Linked DNA regions of Mus musculus: region 2 is linked to region 1. Evidence: chromatin contacts called from public HiChIP or PLAC-seq data. All regions are on one chromosome and are shown on one strand. The core of a region is the stretch at or near the end of the contact, and the rest is flanking DNA. Distances in the headings are between cores, read along the strand shown. Region 1 has its middle 94 kb from the start of Gm36520. Region 2 overlaps Hadh (hydroxyacyl-Coenzyme A dehydrogenase).

What was found. HiChIP or PLAC-seq counts read pairs in DNA pulled down with a chosen protein or histone mark.
Region 2: a contact with region 1 is called in an H3K27ac HiChIP or PLAC-seq map of regulatory T cells, with 5 times the contacts expected there. The contact joins two enhancer-like sites. A contact is called at or near these places in 1 of 15 datasets of contacts at CTCF or cohesin (the NIH/3T3 cell line), 9 of 484 Hi-C or Micro-C datasets (the C2C12 cell line, MC3T3-E1-derived osteoblasts, the N1E-115 cell line and 5 more) and 8 of 115 datasets of contacts at active chromatin or transcription factors (astrocytes, double positive thymocytes, embryonic forebrain and 5 more).

Annotation. Positions count from the first base shown.
Region 1 is chr3:130,943,195-130,948,206 of GRCm38.p6, forward strand. No RefSeq gene overlaps it. Among named protein-coding and RNA genes, the nearest start is that of Gm36520, 94 kb to the left of the region's middle. Within about 2 kb of position 3,122, at least 180 of the 459 cell types and tissues checked have an H3K27ac peak or open chromatin away from gene starts, as enhancers often do. A contact at or near this core is called in regulatory T cells, where this site is marked.
Region 2 is chr3:131,234,868-131,239,879 of GRCm38.p6, forward strand. It overlaps Hadh (hydroxyacyl-Coenzyme A dehydrogenase), which reads right to left. Exons shown (of 8, transcript NM_008212.4): 7 at 676-792. Among named protein-coding and RNA genes, the nearest start is that of Hadh, 35 kb to the right of the region's middle. Within about 2 kb of position 3,089, at least 12 of the 459 cell types and tissues checked have an H3K27ac peak or open chromatin away from gene starts, as enhancers often do. A contact at or near this core is called in regulatory T cells, where this site is marked.

The DNA of each region.
Region 1 (5,012 bases), core at 1,872-4,371:
ATTCTCAAATATTCTCCCTTTGTCATCCCCAGAAATAAAAGTGGGAAGGGCGCGGGGAACTCTTGCCAATGTTAGTTTTCTAGAACATGCCTTGGGCATAGTCAGTGAAAAGAAAGAGGGAGAAAAAAATCAACTGGTGAGCTTTCCTGGCGGAAAGACAAGATTCGAATAAGCTGTTTAGCCTTTGCTTTCAGTGTTCCCAAACATCATAAAGATTCCAGCTCTTGTAAAAGGGAGCCCGTTGTTTACAATAGACTATTCTGGAGAGAATGGGTGTGTCTCATGAGGCAAATATTTGCCCATTGGAGGGTAATAAAACTGTATGAAGCTCTTACCCCCCTGCTCCATGTGGTCACTCACTCAAGTCTATTTTAAGATCTTGTCAGGCACAAACATTTACAAGACCCTGGCATTTCTCCTTAAGAATATATAACTGACCTTAAAGGCCACAGTCTCCCTTATCAGAGCGGGTGGCAGGGATTTATGCAGAGCCTTTTGCTCTCTTCTTTGAGTTTAGCCCCTTGAGACCCCAGGCACGCATCCCGCCCAATCCTGTTCTGTTGTCACCATATCCCGTGCTGTTGAATAGACCTCTTGTAAAAACGCAATGTGTACCTCTTTCCTATTTTTTCCCCTGAAGCTCTAAACAAATCTTACATCAGTTTGGTAAAATGTGCAGCTCTCTCACATTCCTTGGGCTGATTATAAAGGTCAAAGCTCTAAAGAGTAGAGGAAATCTTTTTTGCAAGAATCCATATGGCTGGCCGGGCAGTGGTTGAACATATCTTTTAATCCCAGCTCTTGGGAGGCAGAGTCGGGCGCATCTCTGTGAGTTCAAGACCAGCCTGGTCTACAGAGCTAGTTCCAGGACAGAGAAGGCAACACAAAGAAACCCTGTCTTGAAAACAAAACAAAACAAAGCATCCACATGGCCAAAAGACAATTGAACCCAGCAAAAACCACACTCCAGAAACGGACAGATTCAGGGGGCGTTTACAGATCCAGCGCTAGCTGAGGCTCTCCCCTTTGCTTGGGTTCCAGCCACTAGCAAAGCCTTCTGGCAAAACCACATTGACTAAAACCACAGGGCTTCTTCATTGAGCAACAGGAGTCACAACCAAGGATGAGAGCCTTGTGGAGGACAAAAAGGACAGTGGGATGGGGCCAGCAGGGACAACTAGAGCTAAACCAGGCCATGAAACCCTCCCCTGAGCATTCCCAACTCTGCTTCAACCGCGGTGCCCACCCCTTCTGCTCTCAGGAAAAGCAGTATGCACCACCGCGGCAGATGCATCTTTCTCTTCATAACCATTCATGAGACAATGGCTCTCGTACACACGAGCTTTGTGAACACCTCTGGGTTCCTTTTCAGGTTAGTTGGTGTGGGAACAAGGACCCAGGCTCTTCTCTGTTTAGGGCTGGATGATGTCTATGATCCTAAGACAGACACAGGAAGTGCTCAGCTCTATTGCTATAAAACTAATAAATAGCATGAAAAGCAGAGAATACAACCCAGAGAAAACCTGTGCTCAGAGTCTAGGGACGGAACGCAAAAGCAGTAGGTACCCAATGGCAAGAATAGTTGGAAGACTAGGGTGTGAAGAGAGGGAAAAGATTACATGTCATAAGAAAAAGGAAATTGTGTTGATAATGATTCCTGGAGCCACAGCTAGCAACTTCAGCTAAATATGCCCAATGTGGCCCAATGCTACCAGCGTTAAGAGCATTCCTCATACAGATCAAAGGAAGACCCTCAGAATGATGTCTTTAAACTCAATACAAATATTGTCCCCCAAACAGGAGATCTGCAGAATACTAGACTTTGCATATATTAGAAGAATTTCTCAGGTCACAGCAAGACTAATCTTTAACATCACAAGATTCATTCATTCATTCATTCAATGTATTTGATATCTAAAAAGCAGCTTTATTTTTATGGCAGTCTGGAGCTCAGAGGAAAAGGAACATTGTGGCAGTAAGAGATGGGCTCTGTAGACATTCAAATCTCTGGTCACCGTAACCTTTTCAAGCCACACTTACTTCATAGAATCATTGTGGATTGATTGGCAGAGTCCTCAGATGAGAACACTGACAATCCAGGTTGACTGTAAAAGAGAACAATAATTTCAAGTGTGAAGGAAACGTTCCAGATTAAAAAAACAAAAAAAACAAAACAAAACAAACAAACAAAAACACAGTGTATGCTGTCTAGATCCTTATAAACATATTTCCTCTTCATGAAGACAACTGTCACACTTCCTTCCCTGAAGTGTATGCTGTTAAGCTTATTTACTTCCTGGTACTCAGAATAGGTTTTTCTCCAGCAGTCTGGGAAGGCAGCCGGGTGGGTGGGTGGCTTTGGGGCCCACACTGGACCAGCATCTGAGTCGCAACAAATCCCATATTGTCCAGACCCTAATGAAATTGCTTCTGGCGTCGCCAGGAAAGTGTTTACTCGCCTCTAAATTAACTCCATTGTCCATCCGAGAGAAGAAAGTAAGTCAGCTATCAAAAGGGAAAAAAACAAAAAACAGAAAACAAAAAATGAGGCAGGCACGGAGTTCTTGCTTACAGCAGTAGGTTTTATTGTTTTGTTGTTGTTATTTTGGTTTTAAAGGGTTGTTTTTCCACAAGTTCCTTTATGTCCTAAGACAAAGTCCCTTCTCGTGGCTCTCTGTCCCGTAATGACATTTCTCAGAACAGCCTTGGGCTCCTGGTCGCTGTCCCGTTGTGCGCCACCACCACCCCTCCCCACTTCATCCCCCATGGCTGCACGCAGAAACCTTTTCCTCAAGTGATGGACTCCTGTTTTGCAGCCAGTCAGCACCTGCTCTCAAAACCTGATCCCTCCCTGGTTTGTTTCAAGTGGAGCCAGGGGATCCGGACTTAATTAGCAGTGATATATCTCTCATACTGATCAGTTCCATCCAGCTTCCCCCTGGGGCCCCAGATTTGTCTCTATTTGGAATCCCCGTGCTTGCTGGGCGGCTGGTGTTTGCAGTTAGCTGGCAGCCGCTCGCTCGCTCGCTTGCTCGCTTGCTCGCTTGCTCGGAGAGCACGCCGGGTGGGAACACTCGCCGGGTGGCGGAGCAGGCAGCCTTTGGCGGGGCTGGGGAGGAGACAAGTCCTGGCGGCTTCCTTCAGCCCAGTGCCCACAGCCAAAGGCCAGGCTGGGAGACAGCCCCTCCTCAGACACCGGAAGAGACTCGGGGAGGCTGGGAATGGCTGGAGACGGTGGTCACCCTCACTCAAGGAAGCTCCGTGGCATGGCAGAGGCCTGGATGTCGCGAGTTTGCAAATGGCCTTTTGGGCTGCTGAGGAAGGATTTCTTTCTTTCTTTCTTTCTTTCTTTCTTTCTTTCTTTCTTTCTTTCTTTCTTTCTTTCTTTTTCAGGAGGGGAAACCGCCTCCTGCTCTGTACCATCTCGAGCCAAAATAACATGTTTTGGCAACCATTATTTGGCAATTAGGGCCTCAGCTCACTGAAAGCATTCTTCCATGCAAAATATGCCTTGGAAAGAAAACACTAAACCACATCTGAGTGAAAATATAGGAAGTCAACAAAGGGGTGACTGAGCAGGGAGAGTCAGCAGGAGCGCTTTGGAGGAGGGCGCAGTTGGCAACTAGACCTTTCCATTGCCCTGACTCCAACTCTACCCCAGTCTAGGCAAGGCTCGAAGACTTAGCATAACAGCATACTGCGTGCTGGGCTCCATTCCCTGGCCCCCCAAACAGCCTTCCCGGCAGGATCTAAAGAAAGGCAAAAGATAGGGTATGTCTGCAGGTCAGTTCACCCCACCCCCCAGCCACCCCCACCCTCCCAGCTACACACATATACAATCTGCAAGACTGAGCAGGGGACGGGAACAACGGGTACAGGGACCCTTCTAGGTACTGACTGACTCCTCTCTCATCCTAACACTGCTCCCTTTCAGCCAGTGTGAGAGCAGAGAGATTGCTCTTCCCACGGTCCCATGGAAACCGCATCCTTTGATAAAGAGAACCGCCAAGCAGGTTAACATCCATCAGGTACAACCGGACAGAAGCAAGGAGATTATGACTCAGGGCATGTTGCGTTTTCTGGTGTGTTCCAAGCATATGTGTTGCCATATGCTCTGGTCTACTGTCACACACAGTCTGCTGTGTTCATTCTTTACTGTCCTTGCTCAATTCCCCGATCTGTTGCCTGGTGAGAAACTGTAAAGATTGGGCTTTGAAGGCAGGAAGCAATACCCAATTACACCTTGCACACAATAATACGCCTCTACAGTGGGCCCGACAAAACCACATCCTCCACTCAGCTGTCACAGCGTAGGGCAGACACAGGGCCAAGACACCTGGACTCCCCTCCCTTGTAAACACAACTACCACCTGTAGGCTAGCTCCAGAAGAAATGTTAGTGGATGTCCTGTGGACAGAGACAACCAAAGTGGTTCTCATCACTCTCTCACTGTGTAGCTAGCTCATGAACATGTTAGGTTTAATCTTACAATTCTTAATGACACATCCTTCCTTCATTATTAGAACAATTTTTCTAGCATTGAATGTTAGCATAGGATAACCCTGGGCTGCTTCTGCCCAGCCATGGAATGAACTGAGGCAGGGGGTGTTCCTAGAACGTGCAAGGATCCCTTTGTCTCAGTCTCCTGGGTTCCTGACTGCCAAGATTATAGCTATAATTTAACGTACCTGTGTTACTAATATTTAGATTCTATAGTTATAGTTTAACAATGGTGAAGTCTATTGTTTAACAGCTGCACCCATTTCTACAGGGTAAGTTTCATGGGATCAAATAGTGAAGGATTTTTTTTATGTGTACCCTGGTGTGAGTTTATGTGTACCATGTACAGCAGGTGTCCATGGAGATCGGAGGGTGCAGGATCCCCTGGATCTAGATTTACAGTTGGCTGTGAGCCACCTGATGTTGGCACTGAGAATGAACCCAGGTCTTCAGCAAGAGCAGAAGTCGTCCTTGACTGCTAAGCCATCTCTCTAGCCCTATCAGTGGGCTAT
Region 2 (5,012 bases), core at 1,839-4,338, 290 kb after region 1:
TTGGAGGGGAACTGAAGGGTGCATAGAACCCTATAGATCTATAGTTGGATCCAAATGAAAGGTTAAAAACAGATGCCCTGCTGAACAACAACAGGCCATCTTGCTCCTTCTAGGCTGTCCATTAGTGTGAATCTCTATCCTGCTGTTATGGCTGGACTTGCTTTGTTCTCCAAAGGCTGATGTGTTGAAATCTTGATTCCACGTATAGCGGATCCTTCAAGTGTTGGGGCCTGGAAAGGTACTCACAGGGCTCTCCCCACACAAGTGGGCTTAGAATTTTCTCAGAGATGGGTCAAGTCTAGTGACTAGATTACTTTTGAGAGGTTAGACAGTTACAAACCAGGGTCATCCTATACCCACTCCTAAGACCCTTCTGTATTCAGCTGTTTTGCTTCTTAGTCTCTCTGCCACATTGGGACAAAGCCAGGGGCATCATCTTGTCATTTGGAGCATCTCTAGCTATCAGAACCAAAAGACACACAACTCATTTGTTTCCTTTATAAAGTATCCTACCTCAAGCATTTGGTCACAGTAACTCGAAATGGACTAGGTAAGGCAGGACTTTGACAAGTCTCAAGGTTCATTGTAATTATTTCTTAACTGACATTACAACTTATAGTTCTAAGAGACCAATTCAACCCAGTGGGGAAAACAAAGAGGAGGTTTAAAACCTACCGTCCAAGATGAACTTTGTAGTATCCAGTCCAACATAGTCAAGAAGCTCAAACGGACCCATGGGATACCCAGCTCCCAGCTTCATCGCTGTATCGATGTCTTCCTTAGACGCATCGCCTGCAGAGACAAGAGCCCCGAGTCTCCACCACCTTTCTCCATCTCTCCCCATCCCTAAGTCACCTCTAGAACCTCCAAGGTTGTATAACACACACATCAGAAAATGTCCAAAAGCCCATGTTGCTGCTGTGGGTAAGATTTCTGTCCCAGATCACAGGCTACACTGGTCCTAAGCTTTTCAAATCAACTGCAACGAATGAGGAACCTTCTAGACTCTGCTGCGCAGTTCCTGGAGTGAGCAGCCTGGCCCTGGGAGCACTGCCTCCCTCACAGCTTCAGATTTGCCAAGTCTAGAGTCCTTCACAAAAATGTCATTTAATACTAGAGAGTGTTCTTTTATAAATGGGCTTCATAACTATACACCCACCCCACATACATGTACACACGTACAAACATATACACATATAAATATATACATATACACTCATACATGTACATATATGCACACATACATACAAACATAAGCACATATACACACATGTGCAAACACACACACACACACACACACACACACATATATATATATATGCACACATAAAAACTCACACATGCTTAGGTTTCTGTTTGTGTTGCATATGTTTTGTTTTGTTTTTTAATTTCCTGTTTTACAAAGGAATGTTGTACTGGGGCTGTATTCACAGTCAAGGCACCCGCGTAAGGACAGCCCAGACAGAGCCACCATGCTCCACTTGCTGTGCATTACTGAGAGCAGTTTTCACAAGTATTCATCTACAATGCCCAGCTCCTTCCTGTTATTCTAAGAGATACTATAAATAAATAAATAAATAAATAAATAAATAAATCTTTAAGAAATTGGAATTAGAAGCCTCTAAGAAATCACACTTTGAATTTAAGGTAGTGGGCCTTAAAAAAATAGTCACACACATGAACCTCACCCGTGGTCTCCAACACCCCATTCTCCCTCCTGAGCCCCCGGCAGGGTGAGGCATCAAACCCAGGGTCACGCGCATGCTAAGCAAGTGTTCCGTCACTGAAGTATTAGATCTATTATGTACCGGCCACTAGACACTTGCAATGAGACATGGGCAAAGTGTTCAAGCTACTGGTGACATAACAGGGTGGGGGTGGGGGGCAAGCACTGCAGCATCCAAACCAGCTCACGATGTGCAGGCAAAGATGAACAGAAGCACTCAGACTTCACCAGCTCAGTCCTCTGCCTCTGAGGCCGGGGTTCTGAAGGGTGCAGAGACTCCCAAAGGAAGCTGGAAGGGCACTGGAGACAGACACTACAGCACATGCGCAGAGGACATGAGCCGGTACGCGCAGTACAGACCGGGCTCTAACTCCACAGCTCGCACACACATTGTTCAGGATGTGGAGACGCGCGATGCTAAAGTGGCCTCCAGATGCCAGACGTAACCCCCTTACAGGCTCCTGCTCCAGGTCTGCTTCCTGCAAGCCGTGGCCTGGGCCTGGAACAGTAGCCCTCCTATACCTTCAAGCCTTAGCCTTATTCTAGGCTTCTGTCACATGGCTCCAATCAGAACCTCTCCCCCACGCCCCACCCCCCAACCCCACCCTGCAGCGCATGAAACAGAAGCAGCTAGGCCCAAGAGCCAGAACACCCATCATCGCTGTGTCTCTCCACAGCTGTCAGAGCCACACTGACAGCTCATTTAAAAAGGCAGTGTCCCCTCAAAAGAATGCACACGGCCCGGGGACAGAAATCTAACAGCTTCTAACCTAACCTAAAGTCATTTAATCAAACCCATAGTCAGAGCCAAAGGCAAGACTATAATTCCCAATTCAGATCCTCACTTGAAAATTATTACTATTTCCAAAATTATTGAACGGCACAAAGTATTTTTTTAAAATCAGTACTCTTATACAAAGTCAACACAATTAAAAAAAAATCGTAAGCAAATCAGAGTAAATAGGCAAAGAGAAAAATATAGAAAAGCAACAGATACAAAACGTTGGCCAAGAGGGAGTTACACATAGCATGCTTTAAACCTAAATTCCTGCAATGCCCAGTACTTGTCTGAGAACCTGGTGGCCCTTCCATTTAAAAAACAAACAAAAAAGCCACACAGACCTCCGCTTCACTCTCTTTACCTCCCCTGAGTACATACTGTGGCCCTGAACTTTACTCAGGACAATGAGGTGAAGTTTCCTCAAAAAACAAAACAAAACAAAACAAAACAAAACAACAACAACAACAACAACAACAACAAAACCCTCCAAACCTAGATGGCTGGAGGCTTGGGGCTAGAGACCAGGGACCTGCAGCCACCGTTGAGTCCTTGTCTAAATCTCTGGCACCACCTGCCGGTCAGTCTCAACATTACCAGCTACAAGCTCCAGCTACAAGGACCAACCAGCAAGGAGCGGAGCCCTGCCAGACAGACCCTCCTTCCTGACAGGCGGCTAAATCCCCACTCTGTCTGGAGTGAGCTGTTGGGGACATGAAGATGAGGACTCTGATCATGCCCCAGGAAAGACGACAGCTGGGAAGTCAGATGTGGCGTGCCATAGGGGAGGGAGGCAAACGGCCCTTAGGAGAGCTATCAGAGAGAGCAATGGCGGATTATGCCCAGTTTAGAGCTCAGGGACAGCATTGGGGCTCTGATGGAATGATGTACATGGAGGTGATGGCAGAATCTTAGGGTGAGGTAGAAGAGTTCCCAGCCAGGGCTTGTACACAAGTTACGGAAGAGTGTTCTATTTATCTCCAGCCAGGGTAAGTATGGAGTTTGGGGGTGGGCACTTTGTATGCGTGCCTAGGACACCCTACAGTGACAAGAAGGTGAGTTCATGACATCCCAGGCTACTACAGCACAGCCGTCCTAAGGAGAGCTGACCACACGCCCTCGCTGACCTTTCAGAGCTGAGCGAGCTCAGGACAGGGCCGACAGCTTCCCAAGCCTACGCTACTCTGCCCTCAGAGCTGGGGCGTCACCGTACCCATCAAGTGATGATGCCAGGGACAGCACACCGCTGTGAAAAGCAGGCCTACTGCAGGAGGCTGTCAGAGCTCAGACTTTCTACACAGGGTGCGAGAGGTGCAGTGGGCACTCATGATATTCGGCAGCTGCTCAGTCTCCCAGACATCCTTCTACCATCAGACGGCTCTACCACCAAAACAGCATTTACCAAACTGCAGGGACAAACACACACAAGCCGGGACAGAAAGATTCTCCCTAAAGGAGCCAGGGAACAAAGCCAGCGCACCAGCCGGGAACACGGACAAAAAGAGGGAACAGGGTCCTCCACTTTCTTGGCGAGCATGGTGTAGGAGACAGACCCGAGAAAGCATGTAGTGACCAGGATAGCTGTGTGGCCGAGCCTCAGTATGGTGGCCTGGTAGGAGGAGGTGGGGCTGGGAGAGAAGAGGAACACCGTTGACATCGAGGGATCAAAGGTGACAGGTAGCAACCAACAGAGGGGGTATCTAAAGGCTTCAATGAAAACGCAGAACCCAAAAAAGTGGGCATGTGTCTCAGCACGCCTCAGAGTTGGCCAACTGAATACCCAGTGACAAAGGGACGTTATAAGAGGACATTACACTGGAGTCCAGACCACAGGGTAAGATCTGCAAACGCACCCACATGACACTCAGCAACTCCAGGACAGACCCATGTTCTGACACAGGATCCAGAAATGTACAACGGAGAAAGGCCACAGGCCACCCAGAGAAACAGCAAGAGCAAACTGAGAGCATCCCCTGGGGGGCCAGGTCCTGCCTTTCCTGAGGCAGCACAGAAGGTGGCTGGTAACACCGAGGGACAACGGACATGAAGAAAATGGTCTTCAACTTAGCACCAGATACTTGGCACTTGGGAGTGGTGTCACAGGACAGGGTGTTTCAGAGGGAAAACACCATGAAGGGGCGCTACATTCTGAAACATTACACTTAAGGGAGAGAGGGAGGGAGGGAGGGAGGGAGGAGGGAGGGGAGCCAAATGTCTTCAGGGTAGGCCAAAATGCCACAGATTTTCTCTGAGGTGTGATCGGGCACATTTGTTGAAGGTAAACATAGAAGCATTGGTTTGATCTTGGAGTAAAAGTAGGTGACGGCTTCCATAAAGCAGGGAGGCCAGTTTAATATTTAAAGCCGGTTTCGAGGAGGCAAACGTGCTTTCATCTGCTGGGGAGAGTTGGTGTAAATGCCCTGTTTGGAAAATGTCACTCTTGAGAGTATTTGTAACAAAGTCACTCACACCGACAGCAGCGATTGCATTTACCGGGTCCCTGTAGCT